Regions from separate parts of the Mus musculus genome. Here regions 1, 3 and 4 are each linked to region 2. The links are chromatin contacts, called in public HiChIP or PLAC-seq and promoter capture Hi-C maps. All regions are on one chromosome and are shown on one strand. The core of a region is the stretch at or near the end of the contact, and the rest is flanking DNA. Distances in the headings are between cores, read along the strand shown. Region 1 holds the start of 2410003I16Rik (a long non-coding RNA gene). Region 2 holds the start of Donson (downstream neighbor of SON). Region 3 holds the start of Morc3 (microrchidia 3). Region 4 holds the start of Dyrk1a (dual-specificity tyrosine-(Y)-phosphorylation regulated kinase 1a).

The links. Promoter capture Hi-C pulls out the DNA fragments that hold promoters and counts their contacts. HiChIP or PLAC-seq counts read pairs in DNA pulled down with a chosen protein or histone mark.
Region 1: a contact with region 2 is called in a promoter capture Hi-C map of embryonic stem cells, with 4 times the contacts expected there. The contact joins the promoter of 2410003I16Rik here to the promoter of Donson in region 2.
Region 3: an H3K27ac HiChIP or PLAC-seq map of embryonic stem cells shows a contact between it and region 2, with 6 times the contacts expected there. The contact joins the promoter of Morc3 here to the promoter of Donson in region 2. A contact is called at or near these places in 6 of 39 promoter capture datasets (the 3T3-L1 cell line, hippocampal neurons, liver and 2 more), 3 of 115 datasets of contacts at active chromatin or transcription factors (astrocytes, embryonic stem cells and large pre-B cells) and 2 of 9 other capture datasets (adipose tissue and liver).
Region 4: a contact with region 2 is called in a promoter capture Hi-C map of pre-B cells, with 3 times the contacts expected there. The contact joins the promoter of Dyrk1a here to the promoter of Donson in region 2. A contact is called at or near these places in 4 of 39 promoter capture datasets (erythroid cells, liver, neutrophils and 1 more) and 1 of 115 datasets of contacts at active chromatin or transcription factors (large pre-B cells).

What each region holds. Positions count from the first base shown.
Region 1 is chr16:94,008,285-94,014,588 of GRCm38.p6, forward strand. 2410003I16Rik (a long non-coding RNA gene) reads left to right here and starts at 2,371. Exons shown (of 4, transcript XR_003951876.1): 1 at 2,371-2,827; 2 at 3,149-3,226; 3 at 3,571-6,173. It also overlaps a transcript of Cldn14 not described here.
Region 2 is chr16:91,686,810-91,693,786 of GRCm38.p6, forward strand. It overlaps Donson (downstream neighbor of SON), which reads right to left and starts at 1,919. Exons shown (of 10, transcript NM_021720.1): 1 at 1,598-1,919; 2 at 986-1,066. The coding sequence starts at 1,903. It overlaps Cryzl1 (crystallin, zeta (quinone reductase)-like 1), which reads right to left. Exons shown (of 13, transcript NM_133679.2): 11 at 5,790-5,895; 12 at 3,895-3,940; 13 at 2,513-3,106. The coding sequence ends at 3,007. Gm10785 (predicted gene 10785) reads left to right here and starts at 2,089. Exons shown (of 6, transcript NR_040389.1): 1 at 2,089-2,471.
Region 3 is chr16:93,827,796-93,834,475 of GRCm38.p6, forward strand. It overlaps Morc3 (microrchidia 3), which reads left to right and starts at 4,326. Exons shown (of 17, transcript NM_001045529.3): 1 at 4,326-4,553. The coding sequence starts at 4,515. It overlaps Gm30881 (a long non-coding RNA gene), which reads right to left and starts at 5,297. Exons shown (of 3, transcript XR_876266.3): 1 at 5,056-5,297.
Region 4 is chr16:94,568,903-94,575,666 of GRCm38.p6, forward strand. Dyrk1a (dual-specificity tyrosine-(Y)-phosphorylation regulated kinase 1a) reads left to right here and starts at 1,304. Exons shown (of 12, transcript NM_007890.2): 1 at 1,304-1,632.

The sequences.
Region 1 (6,304 bases), core at 1,121-3,620, 2.3 Mb after region 2:
GCTCGGCTGGATACACTAATGGCTGCAGGTTCTAGGTACCCATAATCACTTACTAAAGCAAGTCAGAGAATTAATCACCAGCCTGATCTGCTTCACCGAGACATGGGTTCTCCTCCCTTCCCTCCTTCTGTGTCTTTCCTCTCTCACCTTCCTCCATCCCACCGCCCCACCTACAATTTGGACTGTCCGTGATGGGGAGAGAGACACAAATACCCAACCAACGTCAGAGACGGTACTCACAGTGTTGACGCGTCCCCCTCCGGGTCCAGAACTATATCCAGGTGCCTGTCTGGAACTCCACTTGAACATCTTATGGGGTTTCTTGCTCAGGTGCCCCTGGCTCCTGCTTCTGCCTGGCAGGTTGTATGAACCACAGGGCAAGTTTCCCCAGGTCACCTTTCCCACCAATCAGATCCACCTGACTTTCCTCTCCTTCCCAAGGCTGCTAGAAACTTTGCTGGTGCCCAAGATGCTCGGGCTTCCCACAGCCCCGGCCTGAGGCGCACCTAGTTTCAGCTATCAACGCTGCCCTTTCAGAACATGCCATTCCGACTCTGTCCTTTTTAAAAAGGGGCCAGTGTCTCGCTCAGCCGGCTCATAAAGTCTCTGTTCTCCTAACAAAAGGCCAATCGAGTCCTGAGAGCCTTTCCCTGACGTCTCTGCAGCTCAAATGACCTGTTTTCTTAGGCCTCATTGTTGCCCGTCACCGCTGGTGACACTTGGTGTCCAAATTCAGAAGAAAGCTCAGATTGAGAACAGTACTAAGAAATGGGAAAATAGCCAGAGGAAAGTCAAGGCAGTGAGGCGGTTCCGGGAAGAAATACAGTTGGTGGAAGGGGTGGCATCGATCGATGGATCGATGATTGTATTAGAGAAGGATGAGATCAGAAGTGGCCAGAGAGGCAGCTCTGTCCAGGTGGCAAGAAGAAACGCACACACAAGAAGTGTCTCCTTAGGTGAGTGGGGAAGACACAGCAAGGCTGAGAGGGAAAGACAGAGAGACTGAAAGTAAAGATTAACTTGTAAATGACTTTATTGCCAGGGGAATTGTCCCCCATCACCTGGTCACTGCCCAGGTCACCTCCATGGTGTGTTCATCTCCACTGAAGCCTGGGGTCTAGATAGGTCTTGTCCAGCAGAAGACAAGACTCACATTAGTCCACACTTGCTTAAGGCTGGGCATGCACACTGCTTCCCGTTTCTTCAGCCACTCGGTCTACCTACTACCCAAGCTTATCAATACCACATGCACAAGACACTTTGGTATAAGAGACTCCACCCTGGCACCAGGGAAAGGCAGGCAGATTGTGAAGCTAAGCAGCCTGCAGGCACACGGGCCAGCTGGGTCCCAGCTCTGTTCCCCATTATGAATGACCTTGCATATGTGTCTTGTGCCTGTTTTGATCTTTAAAGTGAGCTTAGAAATACTGACAGACAAGGACCTGGAGAGTGCTTCGTGGGTAAACTGTCGTGCAAGCATAAAGAAAAAGCTGAGCATGGCTATGCATGCCTGTCACCCCCGGGTGGGTGGGTGCAGGGAGACAAATTCCGGAGCTCGACCAACCGGCAGCCAAGCTGGCTCAGTGAGAGACCCTCTCTCAAAAAGTAAGGTGGCTAGCAACTGAGGGGGACACTTGATATTGATCTCCACAGACAGCGCACAGGTGCACAGGCTAGCTGAGGAGCACAGACTAACTCATACATGCACATATACTAATTAAAGTCCCTCAGAGAGTCAATAGTGTGGTTCGACTTCAAGACCATTCCCTAAACAGAGTACCCCCTTGGCAGTGGGTTTTTTTTTTTTTTCCTGTCTATTTAGGTCTCCAGCTAACGAAATGAGGCCACCTACATCATGGGCATAATGCCCTCTGCTGTCTACTGTATCGATTTAACTGTGCTGGCTAGTTTTTATGTCAACTCAACACAAGCTAGAGTCACCTGAAAGGAGGGAGCCTTGATTAAGAAAGTGCCTCGGTAAGATTCAGCTACAGGGGATATCTTGATTAGTGATTGATGGGGGAGGGCCCAGCCCATTGTGGGCGGGGCCATCTCTGGGCTGATGGTCCTGGTTCTATAAGAAAGCAGGCTGAGCAAACCATGGCGAGCAAGCCAGTAAGCAGCACCCTTCCACGGCCTCTGCATTAACCCCTGCCTCCAGGTTTCTGCCTGCCCTGAGACAGAAACAAACATTCTCACAGAAACATCCAGGATAACTTTTGGACTCATATCTGGATCATGCCCAACCAAGTTGACACACAGAATGAACTGTCCCCAAGGCATGTTTGCCCATGTGACCCCAATAACGAGCTCTATGCTTGTTTGTCTTTAGGGACCGTGTGTTTAAGGAAACAATTTCTTTACTGAATGGTGCTTCATTTGGTAGACCATTCTTTGGGACTGTTGTTCCTCCCAACACCCTCTGGGAACTATGTGCAACGGCAAACAGCTGAGAAGACAAGGAGGCCCAGGCTAGGTGGCCAGGCAGGTGCCTGATGCTGCTGAGATGACAAGGAGGCCCAGGCTAGGTGGCCAGGCAGGTGCCTGATGCTGCTGAAAAGACAAGGACTCTTCCCCACCCCACCTCACCCATGTTAGGTGGCCAGGCAGGTGCCTGACACTGCTGTCCTCTGGGGAGGTGTAAAATTTCCATTAGAAAAATGCAAGGAGGCTGGCCCTGGTGGCACAAACCTTAAATCCCAGCACTCAGGATGGAGAGACCGGCAGATCTCGGAGTTTCAGGCTAGTTAGAACTACGCAGTAAGACCCCGTCTCAAAAACAAACAAACGAGCAAGAAGACGAAAAAGGAGGAGGAAGAGAACTAAGGTGAGGAGGAGAAGAAGAAAGGAAAAAGGAACGCACCAGGCAAACGGGAAGAGGGTGAGCCGGTGCAGCAGGCCCTCGAGGACTGACCACGGTGTGAGATGGATAGCAGGCAGGGTGATGGATGAAGACACCAGCCTGTAGCTAGCTTGAAGAAGGGGCAGACATATATCTGAGCTATAAATCTCAGAAGGAGAAGCAGAGATTAGGAGCGAGAAACAGGGGCTGAGCTGTGCTTTCTGAGTGAACACACTGAAGAAGGGGGAGATTTGCACCACTGCAGCAGACTTTTTTTTTTTTTTTTTTTTGTCTTTTACTCTGAAGTGCCAAGAACTGGAAGAGGAAGTATGTTGCTGCGCTGCAGAGTTGCCGTGGCAATGGGTCAGCAGCAGAAAGAAACAGGTTGGGAGAAAGGCTCCATTTCTGCGCGGGGGTAGGGGGGGTAGGGGACAAGGGGGGGCTAGAGGGGGCAGGAGACAGGATGAGGAACAGATGGGGAAAGCAGTCACTGAAGTCACAGAGGCAGCAGGAGAGTGAAGTAAAAACCAGGCTGGATCGTGGGGGAGGGACATGAGGGGGGGGGTGATGTCGGGGCGGGGGGTGCAGAAATTACACCCAAAGTCAAATGTGGTCCTCAGTTTCTGCTCGCCTCCCCCTTCCCTACCTATGCGTTTCAAGGCATCCTAGTGTGTTTTGTGAGGTTTCTTATTGCTAATCCGACATTCACCACTTTGTCTTTGACCCAGGTTCTGCCCTCAACAGACCATCTGTTAGGAAGGGACCTTAAATCTCCAAGAAAGGAAGTCTCTAGAGATAGGACATTCCATTCTGTTGGAGTTTAAATTTGGTCCCAGAGCAACAAGACCTGCTTTGGAGCCTCCAAACCTCAGGACTCCACAGTTCTCAAAAAGACAGCCGAACGGCTTCCTGGAATCCCGTGTGAGCTGTCAGCTCTGCAGCAGTGTAAAGATGCTGGAGCATCCTCCAACCGCAAGCCAAGGACCACAAAGCCTTGCGTATCACCTTGGCTTTCTTACAGTGAGTGGGTGATTGAAATGACAGACTCTCAGCCCATGTGCTTAACTGCTTGAGGTTAGACCTGGGGAGACTGGGCTAAGGGAGAGATGATGCAAACCCACTTACAAGGAGAATGGCCTTGAGTTCTGAGTGACCTTGGGGTGGGCAGCCTGGTCGTCAGAGTAAGCCAGTGGACTTTATGTCTTTTTTTTTTTCTTTTTCTTTTTTAATTGGACATTTTCTTTATTTACATTTCAGATATTATCCCCTTTCCTGGTTTCCCCTCCGGAAAAGCAACCTCCCCACTCTTCCCACTCACCAACCCACCCACTCCTGCTTCCTGGTCCTGGCATTCCCCCACACTGGGGCACAGAGCCTTCTTAGGACCAAGGGCTTCTCCTCCCACTGATATCCGACTAGGCCATCCTCTACTGCATATGCAGCTGAAGCCATGAGTCCCACCATGTGTGCTCTTTGGTTGGTGGTTAGTCCCGGGAGCTCTGGGGGTACTGGTTAGTTCATATTGTTGTTCCTCCCATGGGGCTGCAAACCCCTTCAGCTCCTTGGGTCCTTTTTCTAGCTCCTCCATTGGGGACCCTGTACTCAGTCCAATGGATGGCTATGAGCATCCACTTCTGTATTTGTGAGGCACTGGCAGAGCCTCTCAGGAGAGAGCTATATCAGGCTCCTGTCAGCAAGCACTTGTTGGCATCCACAATAGTGTCTGTTTTTGGTGGTTGTTTATGGGATGAATCCCCAGGTGGGGCAGTCTCTGGATGATCATTCATTCAGTCTCTACTCCATACTTTGTCTCTGTAACTCCTTCCATGGGTGTTTTGTTCCCCTTTCTAAGATGCATTGAAGTATCCACACTTCGGTCTTTCTTCTTCTTGAGTTTCATATGGTTTGTGAATTGTATCTTGGGTATTCCAAACTTCTGGGCTTCTTATCACCACTTATCAGTGAGTGCATATCATGTGGGTTCTTTTGTGACTGGGTTACCTCACTCACGATGATATCCTCCAGATCCATCCATTTGCCTACAAATTTCATAAATTTATTGTTTTTAATAGCCGAGTAGTACTCCATTGTGTAAACTTACCACATTTTCTGCATCCATTCCTCTGTTGAGGGACATCTGGGTTCTTTCCAGCTTCTGGCTATTATAAATAAGGCTGCTATGAACATAGTGGAGCATGTGTCCTTCTTACATGTTGGGTATATACCCAGGAGAGGTATTGCTGGGTCCTCAGGTAGTACTATGTCCAGTTTTCTGAGGAACTGCCAAACTGAGAGGACTTTGTGTCTTACAGAAAAAGCTCTCTGATCAAGGTGTGGCTGAGACTGGAGAGCATGGGTGTGGCTGAGACTGGAGAGCATGGGTGTGGCTGAGACTGGAGAGCATGGGTGTGGCTGAGACTGGAGAGCATGGGTGTGGCTGAGACTGGAGAGCATGGGAAATATCCAGGCTATGTGGCTTCAAAGGTGGCCAACTCTGGGACAAGTTGTTACTCTTGCTATCCTCCTGCTCCGGATCAAGGACAGACTGAAGAAAACCTGGGTTTTGCTTCATTATCTTTCTACACAGGACACCCCTTCTGCCTGCCGGGTCCTTCAGAAGACTCCCCGGAGTCCCCTCTCTATTCGGCTGCTTGCTGGTGAAAAGGTCAGCTTAGGAACTTTGGGAAGGTCATGGAACACTTGCCTCTACAGAAGGGAGAGGCCAATTAACATTTCTCAGACCACAGGGCGGGAACTGACCTGCGGGTGGGGACACATTCCTCAGGACGGACTGTTGTCCACCTTCAGACAAGGGAAGTCCTTGTCACCTCATTCCCTAAAGACCACTCAGTTTAAAGGGTGCACTGTTCCGCCAATCATCTTGTGCCTAGTTGCTGATGCTCTATTCTGCCCCTGGAAGCCATATAAAAACTTGCCAACTGGGTGCTGGGGTTGCCACCTCTTGTTCGGGTCTGGGTTGACCCCAGTGCACTGGAACAATAAATTCCTCTTGCTTTTTGCACCTATCCTGGCTCCGCGTGATTCACTCGGGGGTCCCCGGAAAGCTAAGGCTCCCCGGAGTCTTACACTGGCAGTGCTTGGGGCTCCTTGGTTTGCACAGCAACTCTCCTGTCTCTCTGGTCTGAGTCCAATCTCCTCTCTTCATATAAGAACAGCAGTCACATTCGCTTATGGCCACCTACATCCCCTGTGGCCTCACTTAACTTCCTATATACCCATCAAGGTCCTATTTCCAAATCAAGTCACAATCGGAGGCTCCACGTCTACATGAATTTGGGGGAAACTATTCAAGCAAACATAGCAACTGAAGGTAAAGAACAATAGAGTGGTTGGGTGGGGTGTCACGTGCCTTTAATCCCAGCACTTGGGAGGCAGAGGCAGACAGGTGGCCTGGTCTTCATTGATCTATATAGCAAATTCCCAGCCATCCAGAGCAGCATA
Region 2 (6,977 bases), core at 669-3,168:
GGTCTCAAATGCAAAGATCCACTTGCCTCTGCCTCTAAGCCCACTTACATTCTTAGTATTTAAAAAGTATCTTGTAAGGCTCAGAACTACTGAGACAATAGTATAGAGACAACAGCTCTTTCTTTAGGCTTAGCCATCTTGGTAGAACTTTTAAAGGGTTTTAAAAACATTACCTTCAGTTTTAAAAAAAATACAAAGAAAAAACAATTATAGTCAACTAGCTGCACAAGTCCGTATTGTCCACTCCAGAAGGACTTCCTTAGGGAACATCATACAAAGATCCTGTCAGAGAAGCTGACTATGTGAACACTAGCATGAATCTTGGGCACTCTCAGCCTGTTCCCAGTGGGGAAAAATGCATCTACCTGTAACTATGAGCAAGGGAGGGCAGACTGTTTCTCAACTTGTGGGAAGTGTTGAGCTTGATCCCCAGCACAAAGCAGGCTTTGGCCACCAGAGCCCATGTCTAGTATCAAAACACCTGTATAGAAATAATCACTCTCAAGTTTCTCTTTTCTTCTCAGAGAAGGTTCTCATGTGTCCCAGGCTGGCCTCAACTGTCTCTGCATCTGAGGATGCTATCAAAGGCCTGGCAATCCCTCCTTCACTCCAGTGAGACAGCTCTAAGTGTACAGCATCATGTCCCATGTAATTCATGGAATTCCTGGGGATCCAGCCCTGAGGTCTTTGAACATTAGGCAAGCATTTTACAAACTGAGGTTCAGTCCCAGACTTTGAATTCATTCCTGGAACTCATTTTTTCAAGAGAAAAGCTTTTGAGAAGTATGTTTATTAGAATATACATTATATTCAGCCCTTTGAAAGTATTTCCTAGAGTGAGCCATTGAGATGGCTCAGAAGGTAGAGGCACTTGCTTCTGGCCTGCCTGACAACCTGAGTCCAATCCTTCTACTCACACAGTGGAGGGACTGGCCTCTACACACACAATTGTGGCACAAACTAGAAATGTAATTTTTAAAAGTACCTGGGACAGTTCCGTGCCAGTTCTTTCATGAGATGATGTGTCCTCCCACAGCAAGTTATTTTCTTCATTAGAATCTAGAAGCTGAGGTTAAGAAAAGAGTGGTCCTTTTAAAACCTAAGCGATGAGGGAATGTGAACTATGTAAGGGCTCACCTGGCACACCAGGTTCTCAGGAGAGTGAGTGGGAGCTCACATCCATACAGTACCATGTTTCATTGCAGATTTGTGCCTGAACTTATCTAAACGGGAGGAAAGGCCAGACTTTGACGCATTTAATAACTGATACAAAAATCTTAGACCAAAAGTTCCAAAAAAGCTTTATGAGTAAAACCAACATTTGTAAATTCTGACCCGATTTATCTTCAACAGTCCACAGTAATTTCAAGTGCCTGAGAAAAAGGTCTTGAAAGGATGGTGAGAAGGCAGATTCTGTGGCTTTCCATCACAGTTCGGAGGACTATTCGAGCCACCTTCCTGGGTATCCATCCCTAAGTCCTTCTTACAGGAGAGGGCAGCCACCCCCTCCCCCGCCCCAGCTCAGGACATCAGCCTGCGGCGGCTGTTCGCGCCCATTCCCACCCCTGACGCCCGGCTGCGGGACGCGGAGACTCACCGGGCCCGACGCCCCCTGAGGACCGCGGAGCGGCTCTTCGCTGGCCTCGTCCGAGACTCGCGGCCGGTTGTCCAGGCGAGCGAAAGGGTTCCTGCGGGCGATGGTCGCGGCGGCGCCTCCTCTGCCGCCGGCGGTCGGGAAGGGGCGCAAGGGCAGCCCAGCCGCCAGCGCGGCGCGGCGGGGCGCGGGCTCCGGCAGTGAGGCGGGCACGGCGGCACCATGGTCCCGAGACCTTTTCCGGCGGAGCCGCACGGTCTCAGGCGGCCTCTTGAAGCTAGGCGAGTAGCCGGGCACCGAGACAGCCATTGCGCAGCACCGAGGCAGCTCCGCAGCCCTGCCGGGGCTTCCCGCGCGCCCCGGCCCCGCCCAGACCCCGCGCTGCTCACGGACTGGAGGCTCCTGAGGCCCCGCCCCGCCACGGGCCCGCCCCGACGGAGCATGCGTGCCAGGCCGTGCCGCCCCGCCCAACAGATTTCCCGGTGGCCGCTTCCGGCCGGGCGCGCGCAGCTCGCGGCTCTCCTGCTGCGAGGTCGGCGTCGCTGAGAACGCGACGGCGGCGCGCGGCACCCGGTAGGGCTCGGAAAAGGGATTAACAGTACCAACTCGGCAGCGGGCGTAGTGTCAGCCCCGGGTACGGAGCATGAATGCACAGCAAACAACACATTGATTGGTGGTGATGGGCAGTTACTTCTCTCCGTGAGAAGCCGCAATATCATTCTGAGAGAGACGGTGATGGGCCGAGCTCAACACAGTACCCACGAGGGGGAAATGTCCGCCAGCTTCAGGCTAGCCGCAGGCCAACTCTTCCACCCTTGTCCCCAGTGCCCGACCACCGCAGCCCTCTATGCAAATGCCGTCACTACTACAGGACCAGGTACTATGATTCCGTATGATCTCGGAGAAATTCAGAGTGAATGAATATTTAAAAACATTTTAAATGCCAGTGGATTAGATACTTTGAAGTCGGAAAGTACAAATGCTAAAATAATGGCATCAACGGTTTGTTAAGGAAGGTGTTGAGAATGAAGTTGATAACAAAATCAAATGACGTTTGGTATAGCAAAAGCATGTGACAGATGTATTTGCTAGAATAGTGTAGCTTTTGCTGAAAGCAGTTTTCTTAATGGAAAGAATTTTATAGCAGAGGCAAAGTGTACAGATACAATAACTAAAAGAAGCTTTTGGAATGTCCCCTTCAGATGGTAAAAAAATTATCTGGATTGTTTGCACATTAATTTTGGAAGTATTTTTCAAATATGTCAAATAACCAAACATCTTACTGTGGCAGGAAAACAGGCTTAAAAATATAAAATCTTGCTTTATCGTCCTTGGTTTTTCTCAACAATTTCCAAAGAAAACTGGCTTCCCCCACTGGTGTGGGTGCATCCGACTGAGATCAGGGAAGAGAATTAAAATTGAACGACTTGCTTTTTTCTTTCTTGATTTTTCTGAACAACTTCCATGGAAACCTTTGCCTCATACAGTGGGATGGGCTCATCGAGCAGAGGCCTGAGGAGGGAAATGATTCGAGATGTCAGGCACAGGCACAGAGGAGCACAGCACGCAGGATGCAGTAGACCACACATTTGCTTATTTTCCTTTATCTAACACAAGCAGCTCGAGCCTTTAATCCCAGCACTGGCGAGGCAGAGGCAGGTGAACCTCTGCAAGTTGCTGGTCAGCCAGCCTGAGCTAGATAGCTATCTTAAAAAGAAAAATCCAAACAGAAATTACAAATGCATTCATTAATATTTCTGTGGCTTAAAGAAGTAGTAATTTCCCCCCTTTTCTTTCTTTTTTAAAACTGGGTTTGTCTTGTTAGCTAGCCCAGTATGGCCTCAGACTCATGACTCTTAGCCTTCCAAGTGCCTTGAATACAGCTGTGTGCCACAACACTGGGCTAAAAGTGTTTAGGTTTTGAAAGAAAAAATATACTACTCAGTCCCTTTATCTAATTCTTACTTTATAATTGATATAAAATCCCAATTTAAACAACCTTGTCAAGCTCTGAATTATTTCAAATTCTTTGGCTAGAGGGGAAGGAGAAAGGAGAGACACACAACAGAATGGGGGTAGGGGTGTGGGGGAGAAAAAGCACAAGATCCTCTCTCTGTGGCAATCCTCACAGGTGCACAAGCAGACACATTTTGAGAAACATGAAAGAACAGCTATTTGTCTACAGTGAATTAAAAAAAATATATACAAGTACTAGATATACCATAAAATTGGAATGAATACAAACTCTTTATGTCTTTGAGAATTGAAAAATGATGATTTAGTTTTTTGTTTTAGCATACCTGAAAACACCAGCTGATAACTTCTCCATCACATCTTTTAAGATACGTAAATGGAAGGATTGTTAAGGTTCAACTTAGCAGAGAGGGGTAAAGAAACCATTCAAGATGCTGGGCAGGACTCCTTTTTCTTTATATATAGCTTTGCACTTTCAAATTCAAAGTGGCACCACAGCTACTAAAACTGTCAGTCACTGCTAGAGCAACGGGATGATTAGCAGTATCTGAGGTGTGACAGGAACACAAGCGCTGGAAGGCGAGTGGTAAGGACAGCCAGCCAGCCAGCCAGCCAGTCAGCACGGAGCTGGTCAGGGGTGCCATGGTCTTCTTCACTTAAGCATTATGCACGCGGTATAGTCAGCATTTCAGCTCTCACAGGGAGTTAACATTCATCAGTTGATCCGGTTGGTAACAGGTTCAACTTGTTTCCATAAATTCTTTTATTTGTTTCAAAAATGAGAAAAAAAAACAAGTTAATATGCATCTATTTGTGGCAGTTTTAATGAAAAATGTCCCCCACCGGTTCCTGAGTCTGAAGAATCAGCCCCGGTTGGTGTTAGAGAAGTTATGGAGCCTTTAGAAGGTGCATCCTTGTTGGAGGAAGCGCTTCACCGGGGCAGGCTTTGATGGTCTATGGCCTGGCCTCATCCCTGCTTACTGCTCGCTCTCTCTCCCTCTCTCTCACCTATCTTGATGACAAGGCTTCCCAGCCATTATGGAACTGTAGGCCCAACTGAACCCTTCCATAAACTGCTTTTGGTCATGGTGCTTGCCGTAGCAACAAAAATGTAACTAACATACTATGTTACTAGCAATCAATAGTATATCCATATTAAGAAAAATAACAATAAATAAGAAGATCTGGAGAGGGGCTGGAGAAATGGCTCAGCAGTTAAGAGCACTGACTGGCCGGGTGGTGGTGGCACACCCCTTTAATCCCAGCACTCAGGAGGCAGAGGCAGGCGGATTTCTGAGTTCGAGGCCAGCCTGGTCTACAGAGTGAGTTCCAGGACAGCCAGGGCTATACAGAGAAACCCTGTCTCGAAATACCAAAAAAAAAAAAAAAAAAAAAAAAAAAAAAAAGAGAGAGAGAGAGAGAGCACTGACTGTTCTTCCAGGGTCCTGAGTTCAAATCCCAACAACCACCTGGTGGCTCAAACCCATCTGTAATGAGATCTGATGCCCTCTTCTGATGTGTCTGAAGACAGCTACAGTGTACTTACATATAATAAATAAATAAATCTTAAAAAAAGAAAAAAAGAAGGTCTGGAGAGAGGCTCATTGGTAAGATCACTTGCTGTATTTGTAAAGGACCCAGGTTTGGTTCCCAGTTCTCAAGTGAGCCATAAGTGTCTGTAACTCTAGTTTCAGGGGACCTGACACCCTCTTTTGGTCTCCTTGGACACTAGGTACACAGACATACACATAAATAAATAAATAAACTTCTAAAAAAAGTTCCATTATGATACTTATAAAATTAAACTGTAAGCATTTAGGAATATTTTATGCAGTGGCACCATCATAAAAGTTAAGTATGCTACCAATTTAGGTATCAGGTAATGCCAGGTTAAAAGCAAAAGAAAAATTTCCACTTGTCTCATTCTTTATCTCCCATTCAGAAGGGGTTAGACCCTGTGGTGTGATTATGACTCTGTCTCTTGCTCCCTGCACCACTGGGCACCCAACAGTAGCCTCTCACCTGTGAAATGGAGCTACATTACTCAGGCATCATAGACTTAATGTTTAAATGAATACAAGATACATGTCACACTGTCAGACAGACTCAAGGAAAGTTCACAGCTAATTATCATTTCTTATTGTTACATTGAAAGAATTTATGAGTACAAGGCAATTCAAAGCTAGCAATTCAAATTCAAGTCAGTACAAAAAAAGGATATAAAGATATTTTCCCTGTTGTGCATTTGACAAATTCCAAACTTCATCATTAAGGAAAGCCACCGTTGCTCCCTTGAGGAAAAGGCAGTGGCTATCTGGAGGATCCAACTTTATAGAAGAGACAAAGACAAAGCAACCACTATTAAGTTGAACAGCACAAAGATGCTCAGACTACAAAGTCTTTAGTACAAATTAAACATTGTAGGAAGCATAGCACTTGCTACAAGCTTAAACAGCCAGTAGTTACCTGCCATTAGTTAACTCTTAGGTTTCCTTCTCTATGCTGTGATGAAGTAGATAGAACAGGGCAGTTGCAGGGCCGATCTGGCATCTGGGGGAGATGGGGTAATGTGTTTGATAGCTTCTCTGTGTGCCTTCTGCCCACTACTGTCAGGCACCTTTGTCTGGACTGGTATATTATTATAGTACTTATATATTAGCTATGATATAAACATTCAATTAGAATTCTGTTGAAAAATATTTCCTTGGGAGGTAATTCATCTATATAGACATACAGGAATATCAATTTGGGTTATAAAATTATGATAGTATTATTTATAATTATTTCATTACAGTTATAAGGTTACTGGAAAGAAAATTTTTAGGGTCTGGGAGATGACTCAAGCTACCAATGTAGTTGTTGCATAGACACAAGGACCCAAGGTCGGACGCTAGCACCCAGTAAAAGGCCAGGTGCAGCAACACACCTGTCATCCCAGATGTAAAAGGCCAGGTGCAGCAACACACCTGTCATCCCAGATGTAAAAGGTCAGGTGCAGCAGCACACCTGTCATCCCAGATGTAAAAGGCCAGGTGCAGCAGCACACCTGTCATCCCAGATGTAAAAGGCCAGGTGCAGCAGCATACCTGTCATCCCAGATGTAAAAGGCCAGGTGCAGCAGCACACCTGTCATCCCAGATGTAAAATGCCAGGTGCAGAGGCACACCTGTCATCCCAGATGTAAAAGGCCAGGTACAGAGGCACACCTGTCATCCCAGATGTAAAAGGCCAGGTGCAGCAGCACACCTGTCATCCCAGATGTAAAATGCCAGGTGCAGAGGCACACCTGTCATCCCAGATGTAAAAGGCCAGGTACAGAGGCACACCTGTCATCCCAGATGTAAAAGGCCAGGTGCAGCAGCACACCTGTCATCCCAGATGTAAAATGCCAGGTGCAGTAGCACAGCTG
Region 3 (6,680 bases), core at 3,076-5,575, 2.1 Mb after region 2:
AATAGGAATGAGTTAATTATCACCAGGAAACAACCCCCCCCCCACACACATACCACCCACCCCCCCACCCCCAGCCCAAACTGTGCTGTGCTTAAATAAACTTCCTGGTGTCAGACTTTGGAGTGTGAACACCAGCCAGTGAGTGGACTTCCGTTTCGCCTCTTACTCTCTGCTGGCTGAGACCCCATGAGCACACCATCATATGGCACAGAGTATGACAGCAGACAGGCATGGCATGGCACAAGCGTGAAGCAGAGAAAAAGAGTTAAAACCCCAAAGCCCCCCCCCCTGCCCAGTGACACACCTCCTCCATCCTTCCCAAACACTTCCACCAACTGGAAACCCAGTATTCAGACTATGAGCCTACTACTCTTATTTCAACCACGACTCAGTTCTTTCCTTCCACCACGTGGGTCCTAGGTTACAACTTAGGCCATCAAATTTGTTGACAAGTATCCTTACCTGCTGAGCTGTGTTACTACTGAGCTGTCTTACTGGTCCAGTTGCCTTTGAACTTAGGTCCAAAGAGGCAGGCACACCTAGCAATGGAGCCGCATGGCAGAAATGGGTGAGGCTTCAAAGAAAGAGCAAGGATGTTCTGAGGGTCCATCTATTAAGAAAGGAAAGCACTTCCAAGAATAGGGGTGGACTACTGTGGTGGTACAAATGAAAATGCCCCCCACATGCCATTAGGGAGTGGCCTTGTTGGAGTGCATCACTGGGGGTGGGCTTTCAGGTCGCAGATGTTCAAGCCAAGCCAGTGTTCAACTCTCTTCCTGCTGCCTGTGAATCCAGACGCACAACTCTCAGCAACTTCTCCAGTACCACGTCTGCCCGTATGATGCCGTGCTTCCCACCATGACAACGGACTAAACCTGCAAGCTAGTCTTAATTAAATGTTTTCACTGATAAGAGTTGTGGCCATGGCTTGTATTCTCAGCAATAAAACCCTAAGCCAACTATAGAGAGAAAGCAAAAACCTCTGAGACAGGAGACCTATGACCCTTACAGCATGTTTGCAGAGCACCTATCCCCGGATGTTATGACGCCCAGATGAGGAAGGTATTCCGTCTCCTCTCCTACATGCACTTTTATTTGTATGCAAGAATGTTCGTCTGCATGTATATATTTGCAATTTGTGAATGTCTGGTACCTTGGGAGGTCAGAAAAGTGTGCTGGGTCTCCTGGACTGAAGCTATATCTGTGAGCTGCCATATGGATGCTGGTAACAGAATCCTAGACTGTCTTCTGCAAGGCAGCACATACTCCTAACTGCTGAGCAGTCTCTCCAGCCCTCCTCTGTTCGCACTGACACAGCTCCTTTCAGTGTCTCCTACTTGGCTCTGTCACAGAAGGCCTTTCTGCAGTGAGGAGATGTTCCTTCATGTCTCCTCAAGAAAGAAGAATTGGGACAGGGACCAGGTCATGAAAAGCCCATCGAGTCTTCACTAGTACACTGATATTACATTTTTAAAAATTTTTTATGATTTATTTATTATATGTAAGTACACTGTAGCTGTCTTCAGACACACCAGAAGAGGGCATCAAATCCCATTACAGATGGTTGTGAGCCACCATGTGGTTGCTGGGATTTGAACTCAGGACCTCTAGAAGAGCAGTCAATGCTTTTAACCACTGAGCCATCTCTCCAGTCCCACATTCTTTTTTTTTTTTTTTTTTTTCGAGACAGGGTTTCTCTGTGTAGCCCTGGCTGACCTGGAACTCACTTTGTAGACCAGGTTGGCCTCAAACTCAGAAATCCGCCTGCCTCTGCCTCCCGAGTGCTGGGACTAAAGGAGTGCGCTACCGGCTTCAAGTCCCACATTCTTAAAGCGAACAGAATTCATGAATGGAGAGGTGCCCGATGGCTAATAGCGCTGGCGGTTCACGCTGAGCACCTGTTCCGGTTCCCAGCCCCCATAGGGCAGCTCGCAAATCATCTGTAACTCCACTGTAACTCCACTTCCAGAGCTTCTAACAGCTTCTTCCGGTCTCTTCAGACACTGCACACGTGTGATGCACAGACACGCATTCAGGCAAAACACTCACATGCACAAAAGAAATAAACTCTCACAAAGAATAATGATAATTTTAAAAACCCAAAACAACAACAAGCCGAGACCAGGTCTGGAGAAATGGCTCAGAGGTTAAGAGCACTGACTGCTCTTCCAGACGTCCTGAGTTCAATCCCCAGCAGCCACATGGTGGCTCACAACCATCTGTAATGGAATCTGATGTGTGTCTGAAGACAGCGACTGTGTACTCAAATAAATAAATCTTAAAAAAAAAAAAAAGAGTCGATTTCTGAGACATGTCCTGATATGAAGTCATTACGCTAAATTTGATAAACTAGTTGTTAGGCTGGAACCCCTGCTCAGCCCCTGCACAACCTGGGAAACCCTGTCTGCCCTCCTTCCCCTGACCCCGCCCACACAGAGAAAACTCCCCCTGCGATTTAAGAAAAAAACTCCAGACTAACATGTCATCACTCTGACTGGGAGCTGCCCACACACGGGGTCTTTTTGACTATGTATAGGCACAATCCCAGACGTCATCACCCCGCGCACAAGACCCATAAACCCCCTTGCTTTACCCTGGATGTGCGGCTTAGATCACTGAACCCACCCAAGAGCTGCCTCCTAATCAACCTGTCTTTATTTACTTTTAATCTGATCTAAATTGGCCTATATCTGCCTCACCAAGGGAGAGAAAAAGCCTACCACGTGTCACTACATATTTCATGATTTCACTTAAATCCATGCAGAGTTGCATGGTAGTCATTAGGGGCCGAAAGGGGAGAGTGGAAGATGGATGGCTGCATTGACCTCCATTGTGGGAACACACTGAACGCCCCTAATCTGACCTTTAAAAGGTGAAGTTTACGTGTGTTTAACAACAATAAACAAACAAAATACTGCAGGGAGGTGTGGTAGTGATTCACATCTATAATCCCAGGATTTAGGAGATAGAGGCAAGAGGGTCAGGAGTTTGTCAACCTCAAGTACAAAGCAGACCAGCCTGGGTTACAGGAGGCTCTCTTTCAAAAAGAAAAACAAAGCGATTATGTGGATCTCAAGAAAATGTGGCGAGACAGGCTTTCCTCAGCTGCATCCCGTGGGGAATCCTCTTCCCTGATGAACAAGTATTTGTCCCACCCTAGGCACTGTTTTCCCCGCAAAGACAACCAGACTCGGATGAAACAGGAAAACAAGGCTGACCTGCTTGTTAATCCTGTCAACTTGACAAGATTTAGAATCCCCATGGGAACAAACCTCTGGTCAAATCCACAGGGGAGTTTCTAGACTAAGCTATTTGCAGTTCAGTGGAGAATTTGCGCAGCCTGGGCTGCTGACACTCTCTAGGTTGACTGCACGGCTCACTGACCGGCCATCATGGTTCAACTGTCTTGACAGCCACCTGTTCTGCAAGACTAGACACCAGTTTTGCTTATCTTGTGCCTCTTATTCACTCTTAAAAACAGTGAATACCACAGGTTTTAATTTTACATCCCCTTATTAATTTAAAAGTATTTAAGTTTTTACAAGCCTACAGTTAAAATATGAAGAGAAAACACAGTTGACGTGTAGGAAAAGGAGAGGATCCATCCCATACTGTAGTGTTTAATAGACAGCGGTCTATAATAAAGGATACTAAATTGTTTATCAGCAGAAGATGAACTGAACTTTTTTTCGTTTTGTTTAGTTTTTTTTTGTTTTTGTTGTTTTTTTTTTTTTTTTTTTTTCGAGACAGGGTTTCTCTGTGTAGCCCTGGCTGTCCTGGAACTCACTTTGTAGACCAGGTTGGCCTTGAACTCAGAAATCTGCCTGCCTCTGCTTTCCAAGTGCTGGAATTAAAGGCGTGCGCCACCACTGCCCGTCTGAACTTTTATAAATAAAAATATGACTATCGTTAAGACTGCAGTAAATACTCTTGCAAATCTTTTAACCTTCTCTTTACTTGTACTATTTAGCATCCCTTTCTTGACTAATTTCTACATGCTACTCGCTGCAGTACCGGGCTCCACACACACTGAATTAACGTGTCCGTGCGCTACCACTACCAGGATAAAAGCTGATGATTTTCAGGCAAACCCAAAAAGTAATTATTTTCTTCATTTTGTCCTGTAAGATTCCAGTAACATCATTACCAGCGGCCATGGATTACACTTTTGCAGTGCGATTTTCATCAGAGTTTGCCTAGCTTCTACACATCATTCTTCGCGCCAATCTTCAATCTCAAGGTCCAGCTACGCGAGGCGAGGAGCTCGCGCCCGCCCGCTCACCTACGCATGCGCCCAACGCCTGGGTCCTGCGCGCGCAGCAGGTCAGGCCCGCTCGGGCAAGCCTCTGCTGAGAATCCTAATTCGCCTTTGCCCGAGGCGGAAATGAGTGGGTGTGGCCTGGTGTTGTCGGTTCCGCCCCGGAAGTGGGCGGGGCGTTGAAGCCCGCGGCGGACTCGTAGCCTCCCAGTCGGGCTGCGGCCGAGGCCGGTCCTGGCTTTGTAGCTCACTCAAGATGGCGGCGCAGCCACCCACCGGGATCCGCCTCAGCGCGGTGAGCAGCCGCGAGGGGAGGAGCGGGCCGGGTCCCAGGAGGGCGGGCAGGCGGGCCAGCCAGGAGGTGGCAGTGGGCGGCGGCGACTCAAGGGCTGGCGCGGCGGCCGGGAGGTCGCGGCGGGGCCAAGGGTCCGCCGCCATGTCTCCTCGCTCGGAGGAGCGGCTGTAACGCGCGGCCGGTGCGCTCGCGGCATCTCGGGGCAAGCCGAGGCGGCCTCCCTCCCTCCCTCCGGCTCTGCGGCGCCCGACAGCTGTTGTGGGAGCCGCGCCCTCCGCGACCCGCCCGCCCCGGGAGCAGCCGCCGGGCCTCGTCGGGGCGGCGTGGGCTGCGGTGCAGCGCGGTTCCTGCACGCGTCCGTCCCTGTCGGTCCCGGCTCGGAGGAGCGGAGGCTAGGACTCATCTCCTCCGCTTGCTTGGCATGCCCCTGCCTTTTCGGGCCGAGCCCATTGGTGGCAAACCCTTTGGAGGTGGCTGGGAGTGGTCGCAGAAAAGGACTTACACTTTCGGGTCCAAAACATTGTGGGCGTGGCTTCACCTGATGATTCCTGCAAAGTTTTATTCTCTGCCGGCCCTGAGGTCTTAAGCGGGGAAAGTTACTTCCTTGATGTTTGAAGGATGGCTGCGGTGGCCCATGCCTGGCATCCCCAGCGCTCGGGTGACCGAAGCAGGCAAATTCTAGGACAATTTAGGGAGACAAGGGGAAGTCCTGTCTCAAAGGCAAAAAAAGCGGTACTACTGTGTTATGTAATTTCGTTGGCGAGCGGTAAGGATTTCCGGAGGTTAAAGCACCTCCCGTAGGTGCTCTTCAAGAATGCAGGTCTCCGTCCATTCATTAGGCTACTTCCGTCATTTGGGATGTGATAGCCCCAAGTGTGCATGAAGTGTTACCTAGTTTTATCGCGTCTGCCTTTTTTTTTTTTTGTGAGGTTGAGTATTCTTCACATTTTTTGTTATGTTTTGTTTTAAATTGCCTGTTAGTACGGTTTCCCCCCACACAGTTTATGTGTGTGTGTGTCTTATGCACCTGAAGATGAGGACTTCTGAACCCTCACTGCTAGTTATGAGTTGGCCCATGGGGTGCTGGTAACTGAATCCTGGTCCTCTGTAAGAGCAATTTGTGCTCTTTTGTTTGTTTGTTTGCTCTTTTGTTTGTTGACAGGGTTTCTCTGTGTAGCCCTGGCTGTCCTGGAACTCACTCTGTAGACCAGGCTGGCCTCGAGCTCAGAAATTCGCCTGCCTCTGCTTCCCGAGTGCTGTGATTAAAGGCATGTGCCACCACTGCCCGGCGCCAAAAGAGTTCTTATTCCCAGGATAGTGATAGAAATTATCCTGTGTCAATTATGAGTGACTAAGGTCCTGGAACAGGATTTAGATTCCTGTGAGTAATGGGGGTGGCGGTGGTGGTGAGTGTGTGTCTTGGGTTACCCAACAAGTGGCTGACTTCCTGATTGCCAGGCAAATGTTCTTTATGTTGCTGTATCCCCAGCCTTATAGAAGTCCTAAATCATACAACAAAATAAATGCATAGATGAGTACATTTGCAGAAGTACTGGCTGGAGGGGTCAGGTAGCAAGCAGGCAGATCTTTGCTGGGCCCAACAATACATTTGAGAGTTTTACCTAGCAAAGGGATGCTAGGTCAAATACAGAGTTGATGGTAAGTAGCTCTTAAGAGAGACTAAGAAGTCAGGCCTTGTGGTACATCTGTAATTTTATCCACTGTGGAGGCTGAGGTAGTAGGACTACAAATTCAAGGCCTGCCTGAGCTACAGAGTGAGTTCAAGGCCAGCCTAGACAACCTGTCTCAAAATAAAAAGGAAAGAGGACTGGGCTGTGTTTCAGTGGGAGAGTACTTGCCGCCATGTCTGGGGCCCAAGTTCAACTCCAGCACTTGAGGGCACTAAAGATAGCTCAAGAGAATTTTGGCTGTCATACAACATTCCATTTCTCAATCATGATGTTATGGTTAGCCAAACATATACAAGATCCTCAGTACAGATGGACCTTTAGAGAACTTCCATTCATGACAGTTAGCCTTAGGTGTTGCCACAAGTATTTGAAGTCTCTATTTTGGGTCAGGGATATATCCCAGTGTAATATAGCACACACTTAGCATGTGCTACGG
Region 4 (6,764 bases), core at 54-2,553, 2.9 Mb after region 2:
AAAAAAAAAACAAAAAACAACCCCCCCCCCCAACCCCCTCCGAAAGCCCTGGGGTTGGCGCTGGCTGGGCATTCCGATGGAGAAGCCGGGGAACCGGCGCCCGGGAGCGTGCCCAGCCTGGAAAGTTTCTGCGCGGCCCGCGCGCGGGCACGGTCCGAGTAAGGTGGCGGCCGCGCGCCTGCAGCCGCGGGCGTAATTCCGGAGGTGAGCCGGACGCCAGCGATCGTCCAGGCCTGCGCGGGCCCGGTCGGGATAGGGGCTCGCGACGGCGGCCTCCCAGGGCCGCGAGGTGGGCGGCTTGCCCTCCGCTTCCCTTCCTTCCCGGGCCGCGCGGGCGGGGCTGCGGGCTCGCGGCGCGGGAGCGCGCTGCGCCACGGGGGCGCGCGCTGGCCCGGCCGCAGTCGGCGTGGGAGCGAGCGCGGGGGCGGGGCGAGGCGGCCGCGAGGCGGCAGGCGCTCGCTCGCTCGCTCGCGCACCGGCAGGCCACCGCCTCGCCCCCGTCCCTTCCCTTCCCTTCCCTCCACTCCCCTCCCCCGAGCGAATCACGCGCCCTCCTCTGACACTCATAGCGGGCCCGAGCTCCGAATTTATCCTTCACGTGACCTGAGGGGGGTTGGGTGGTTGGCTGGGGGACGGAGGAGAGAGGGGAAGGAGGGAACGGAATCTGCCGTTACCCGAGCAACAGGCCCCGCCCGCCGGCTTGGGGCCGGGAGGGGCGGGCGGAGGACGTCAGCACGTCAGCCGGGGTTTTGCGTTTTGATTGACAGTTGCTATAGCGACCGGGTCGGTCCGTCGCCATTTTGTTGGTTGGTTTTTTTTTAAACCCTTTCGCTTCCCGCCCGAATAATAATAAAAAGCCCCATTGGAGTGAGGCGGGGGTGGCGGCGGCAACCGCGGCGGGGGGATCCGGGGAGACTGCTGCCGTCGCTGCTGCCGATCGCGGCCCAGGTCGGGCTGAGAAAGCGGACTCCCCGAGCGGGGGTGCGGGCGCCACCGCCGCCGCCGCTTGTGCTGCTGTTCCTGCTGCTGCTGTTGGTGCCGCTGCCGCTGCCGCCGCCGCCGCCGCCGGCGAGCGGGCGGGACCGGTGTGAGTGTGAGGGAGCGTGTGCGAGGGCGAGTGTGCGCGCGGTGAGTGTGCGCGAGTGTCTGTGCGGGATCGGGGGCGGGCGGTCCGGGCTCTCCTGGCGGAGCCGCCGCCGCCGCCGCCGCCGCTCGGGCCCCGGCGCTGCTCGCTGCGCAGCTTCGGAGCGCGCGCCATTTTGTGAGATTTACAAAAATCCTCGTCGGGAAGAAGCGGCCGGCAGCGGCCGCCACTCGGCGCCCGGCCTCGCCGCCGCCGCCGCCCTCCGCACCGGGCCGGGCCGGGCCCCGCCGCCGACACTCGGGGGCCCGGGGACTGCGGTATTTGCCGGGGAGGGGCTGTCGCCTGCCTCCCCGGCCGCGGGCGCCGCCGGCCCCGCCAGCCCGACGGACCCTGAGCCAGCGCGGCTGCGGCGCGGAGCCGGGACGCCGGGGGCGGAGAGAGGCGGCCGGGGCGGCGCTGGCTGCGGAGGCCGCGGCGGGAGCGCGGCGCGGGAGCTCGAGGCTGAGACTCACCGGAGGGAGCGGCGCGAGCGCCCCGCCATCGTCCCGGTGAGTGTCCGCCCCGCCCGGCGCGGCGCGGCCCAGCGCGCGGCTTCTCGGGGCCTGCGAGCCGGGCTCGCCAGGCCTCAAGCGGAGGGAGGGAGGGACCTGCCATCTTAGGAGCGAGCGGGCGGGCGGGCGGGCGGCCCGGGGCCCGGGGAAGAAGGCCTCGTCCCCGAGGAAAGTTGCGGCGGGTGGGACCCGCTGCCTCGGGCCGGGCCGGCGCCAGACCTCCACTGGCTGCCCGGGCGCAGGGGAGGAGGCTGTTCTCCTCCTCCTCCTCCTCTTCCTCCTCATCCTCTGCCCCCAGCTCCTCCCTCGTCCCTCCTCTCGGTCCCCACCGGCGTGCGGAGCGCCGGGGTTCTGGGCAAGGACAATGCACGGGATCAGAAAATGGGGCTGGCGGCCGGGAGGCGAGGACGCAAGGCCCGGCCGGGCCGGGCCGGCGAAGGTCGGCAGCCTGCTGCCTGCGAGGCCCAGTGGGCCCGCGCTCGGGCCTGGGGACCTGGTGTGCTCGGAAGTCGGGCCGCGAGCGCGGGCCACCCAGGGCACCGGAGGGGCCGGGGTGACCTGCATAGCAGCGGGAGGAGACTGGAATTAGAATGGAGACCTGTGTATCGCCTCAAAACTTCAACATCTATTTATAGGCTCAGACCCACTCAGGCTCCAGAGGCCCCAGAGCTGCTGAATATCAGCACTAAGCTAGAGGCCCCTCCCTACCCCGAAATAGTTAAAAATGGCAAAATTCGTGAGTCAGTGACTCCAATGACTTGTCTTGTCTTTGCCCAGCCCTAGATTATGTGACTCCTGTCGTCGAGGTGCAGCATCGTTTGCTTCTTGAGTTCTGCCAAATCCCAAGAAAATATTCCTTGTAACTGTTTGCACACTCATAGATTAGTGCAAGGCCTTTTATATATTACCTCGAATAACCTCCCAGTTGGAAATGCTGCCCATTTTACAGATGAGCAGACTGAGCCTAGAGGTGGGCAGTGACTAGTCCAAGGTCATACAGCCAGTACTCCAGGAGGCCTATGTCAGTTGTTAGCCTGGCTTTCTGTTCATTGGCTCCTAACTTATTATTAAGTACTGTATGATGACTCAGGGCTGTAACCTAGACTGTTTGGGTACAGGTTTTGGTAGAGTTAATTTAGGGTTTGCAGAAGTACAGTTTAGATGAGCCCCTGTAATGAAACTTGTCATGCCCCCCCCCCCCCAGGTAAACTAGTCTGTTTTTCAGTGGAAGAATTGAAACCACTGGTGCATTTTGTTCTTTGCGTTTAACTGTTACAGTGTAGAGTTCTTTTTGCGTATTGATAAGTCATAAAGTTTGGTGTGAAGTTATTTTTTATTTAAATACTTACATTTCTCTTTTGACACTGTACTTTGCACGTTAAGAATAACTATTAGGTATTTTGATTTGAGATGTTAATGTAGTGGAATTATCTTACTTTTTGTTTGTTAAATTTTTTTTAATTGTCTTAAAGAATTACATTTTTAAATAGACTGTAAGTGGGAGACAGGAGCTCAAATTTCACTTGTCAAGGTTTCAGAGGAATAGTGGTTAAGAAGATTTATTTGCATATGTGGATTTTCAGGGTGCTTGTCTTACAGCACCCTGCCCTTCGGAGCTTCTGCCCTAGCACGGCGGTGGTGTCTGTGGTACTGTCCAAAAAGTTAAAACTCTTGTCAGCGTCTATACCAGGTACTCTGTAAAAATGGCAACAGAAAGTTTGTATTTACCTCAGAGAGGCATAAGCTCAGAAATTGTTCTAGAAGGGCTGCTCCTGTGTCTGTAAGGCAAGGACACACATTTTGTATTCCTGGTGGATGATGAAGATTTTGTTGTCTTTTGAAGGAGCAGAGTTGAAGGGATGGTTGTTATCTGTAAGGATAGGAAACTGACTGACTGAGCCAGTGGAGCTTCTTGAAGACACTTTGGTGTGTGACCTGTTAAAATTGTAACCTCTATGCTCTGTGCTATGCCACTGCTATGTGCTAGGAGTTGAAAAATAAAATACCATTCACGAGAACATGGATAGTCAAAAAGACCCTTGGCTAGAGAAGTCTCACTTGAGAGTTCTACTCTGTCACTGAGTTTTCTTCGTGGCTGGACTCCTGTGCTTGTGACTCACAGATGGGAGTGACTGACAGTGTGACAAGTCTGTGCTGTGCAGTGCAGTGACTGAGGGTAAAGCTAAGATGGCTTGTTTCAGACATGGCATGAATTCTGTCATGGGTGTTATTATGTAACTGTCAAGGAAAGAAATACTGTATGTGTTTACTTTGGGTATTACTTTAAACCATTTTTAATAGAAATTTAAATAGCACAGAGATGTTACAGAGTTTATGGTTGGCAAATGTCTGTTCCAGAAAGAAATTTTGTATAGAATCTTGGATGACCAAGAATCATTTTGTACTGCAGGACATAGCTACATAGTATACATAGTTGGACTCCTAGAGGGAGGGCGGGAGGGAGGGAGGGCTTCATTTCTGAATCTCTTGCTACTTGGGGATGCTCTTGTTCGCACCTGCCAGCCAGTGTCCCTCTTCCCAGTAACTTCTCTTCTACCTCTCAAGAAGGAGCTTAGCCCTCAGACCCAGCAAACACCACAAGTTTCCAGAAAGTCTGTCAAGAACATGGCTCAGCACTTGCAGCTGTTAGTTTTAAGAATTCTGTGGTATTTCTAGACAGTAACTTGGCCCTAACACTCTATTTTGTGTTGAGTGTTTTGGTGGGTTTCCTCCATTTGTACTTGTCTACTTTCGACTTGGGAACAGATCTCTTGCTTGGACATAACAGACAGGGTCACCTGTAACTTCACAGTTTGCCTGTCACAGCTGTAGGACCAGAGTAGTAGTGTATGGAGTGGTATGTCTTCTGAAGGCAGGGACCCTGTGCTGTCCTACCCATTGTCATGTTTGATGGCAAGACAGTCTGTGGGAACTCATAACCCAGTGCTCGCATAGGGTGGGATTACAAAATATGGGGATTAAAAATTGGTGTTTAATTACTTGGAAAAACTTATTAAATTATTTTAAGTTACCTAAAGTTGTCCCTAAATGAAGGAATCTTTTGAAATTATGCTTCACCTCAACTTCATAATGTTAAGCTGTTGAGTGTAAAGTCTTCTGTTGGGTACGTGAGAGTTGAATGCAGGTTTCATGTAACTAAAATAAAGGTTCACATTAGCTAGTGCAGGCAAGTGTTATTTTTAAAATTTTAGTTCATATTGACATATAAAAACAAAATTTGACTTGGAAGTACATTGTATTAAACAGCTATGCTTTTTAAAGTTATATTTTGGCTTTGAAATTCTCATTTGAGCATTCTGTAGTGAGTTACAGTTCTTGGTTGAGAGACAAACCTAACGTTGGACATCTAACCTGCTGTGGGTCTACCAAGGCAGATTTGTGCTGACAAGGAGCCATGCTGGATTCTTGGCAGTTAGTTCTGAAGAGATGCCATTTTTCTCAAGGATGATTTTTTATGTATGTTATTATTGTTAATAAACTAAAATTTGACAAGAAATACTTTTTGACTAGGGATATGTGTGTGTGTGTGTGTGATATGCAGGAGTCATGTAAAAGTCATGTCTTGATGAGTCATTTCATCATACAAAATGGAAATCTCATAATTGAGACACTTTGCTTGGTGGGAACCTGCTGTGATGGTTTGAAGTGGTATGAAACCAGCGTAGAGAAGGAAGGCATCAACTCTTCTTTAAACAACATTGTCATAGTCACACAACCCCTAGCTTTTTTTCTTCCTTTTTTTTTTTTTAAAGTTGAAAAAAACAAAACAATTTCAGTGATCAGTTGATTTTTTTACTTAGAGATATTTAGTGGGATTTATGGCTAAGGCTGTGTCTTGGGTGTGTCTGGATGGGTTGCTGACACTGCCTTCCATTTCTCCAAGAGCTTTGAGACACCGGGTTCAGAGTCCTTGAGGCTCCTCAAGTACTTCTAGGGCGTGATCTCAGGACTCAGGCTCAGCATGGGTGTCCTCCCCTGTGACAGCAGGTTGGCAGCTGTCATGTTGCTGTGCAGATGATACTTCTCTGCTCTTCCCTGTCACCTTTTCAGACACACTCACTCTTCTTCCTCTGCATCATTACCTCAGGGGTGCCTTTCCTGTCCCCACCCCCTGGCCCCTCTCCCCCTTAGCTGTGCACAAAGTTAAATCTAGGACTTTACACACATGAGGCAAGCATTCTCCCTCAGCTTCCCCACTAGAGCCAAGCAGGGCTTTCTCCTTCCACAACCTTTATTGCTGATGGTTGTAGGGTGAGTCACAACTGATTTATATACACTTAGTCCTTTAATATCTGTCTGTCTCCTCTCCATTGGACAACAGGGTCTTCCCCACACATGTGCTAGTGGTCAGATCTAGTCATGTGACCATACTTAGCTGCACAGGAGGCTGGGATTTGTGGCCTTTGGAAGGGTGGCTGTTTATTTGGCTGAGAATTTGCTTCTATAGATAGGTGGAATGAAGGAAAATTAAACATTACTTGTTCACTTCTAAATATTTTGGAAGAAATCTCTGGAAATAAGGCAGTTTATTGAACAGTCACTGTTCAGTATTGGCCATTAAGCTTTGTGCTATAGTGAAAACTCAGATTGCCCAGATATATTGTTGGATCTGTTTTTCTGTTTTCTTTCTTTCTATCTATCTATCTATCTATCTATCTATCTATCTGTAGTCTGGTGAGAAGAATGAATTTGTACAATTTTTTTTTTTTGTAGTGGGGCCTAATATTTTACTGACACTGTTTTCTGAGAGAAATAAACTTTTTTTTTTTTTTTTTTTTGGTTTTTCGAGACAGGGTTTCTCTGTGTAGCCCTGGCTGTCCTGGAACTCACTTTGTAGAGCAGGCTGGCCTCGAACTCAGAAATCTGCCTGCCTCTGCCTCCCAAGTGCTGGGCTTAAAGGCTTGTGCCACCACCGCCCAGCCCCAGAACAATTTTATATAGTTATAGTTATATAGTGATTATATCATGTAAATAGTAAAATGTAAACTTTTGGATTTCCTCTTAATAGTCTGCTCTGTCCCAATAGTATGTGTGGCCCAGCAGGGTAGTGCTAGACCAACATTGAGTACTGGACTAACACTGACAGCTAGAGCAACACTTGGGTCTTG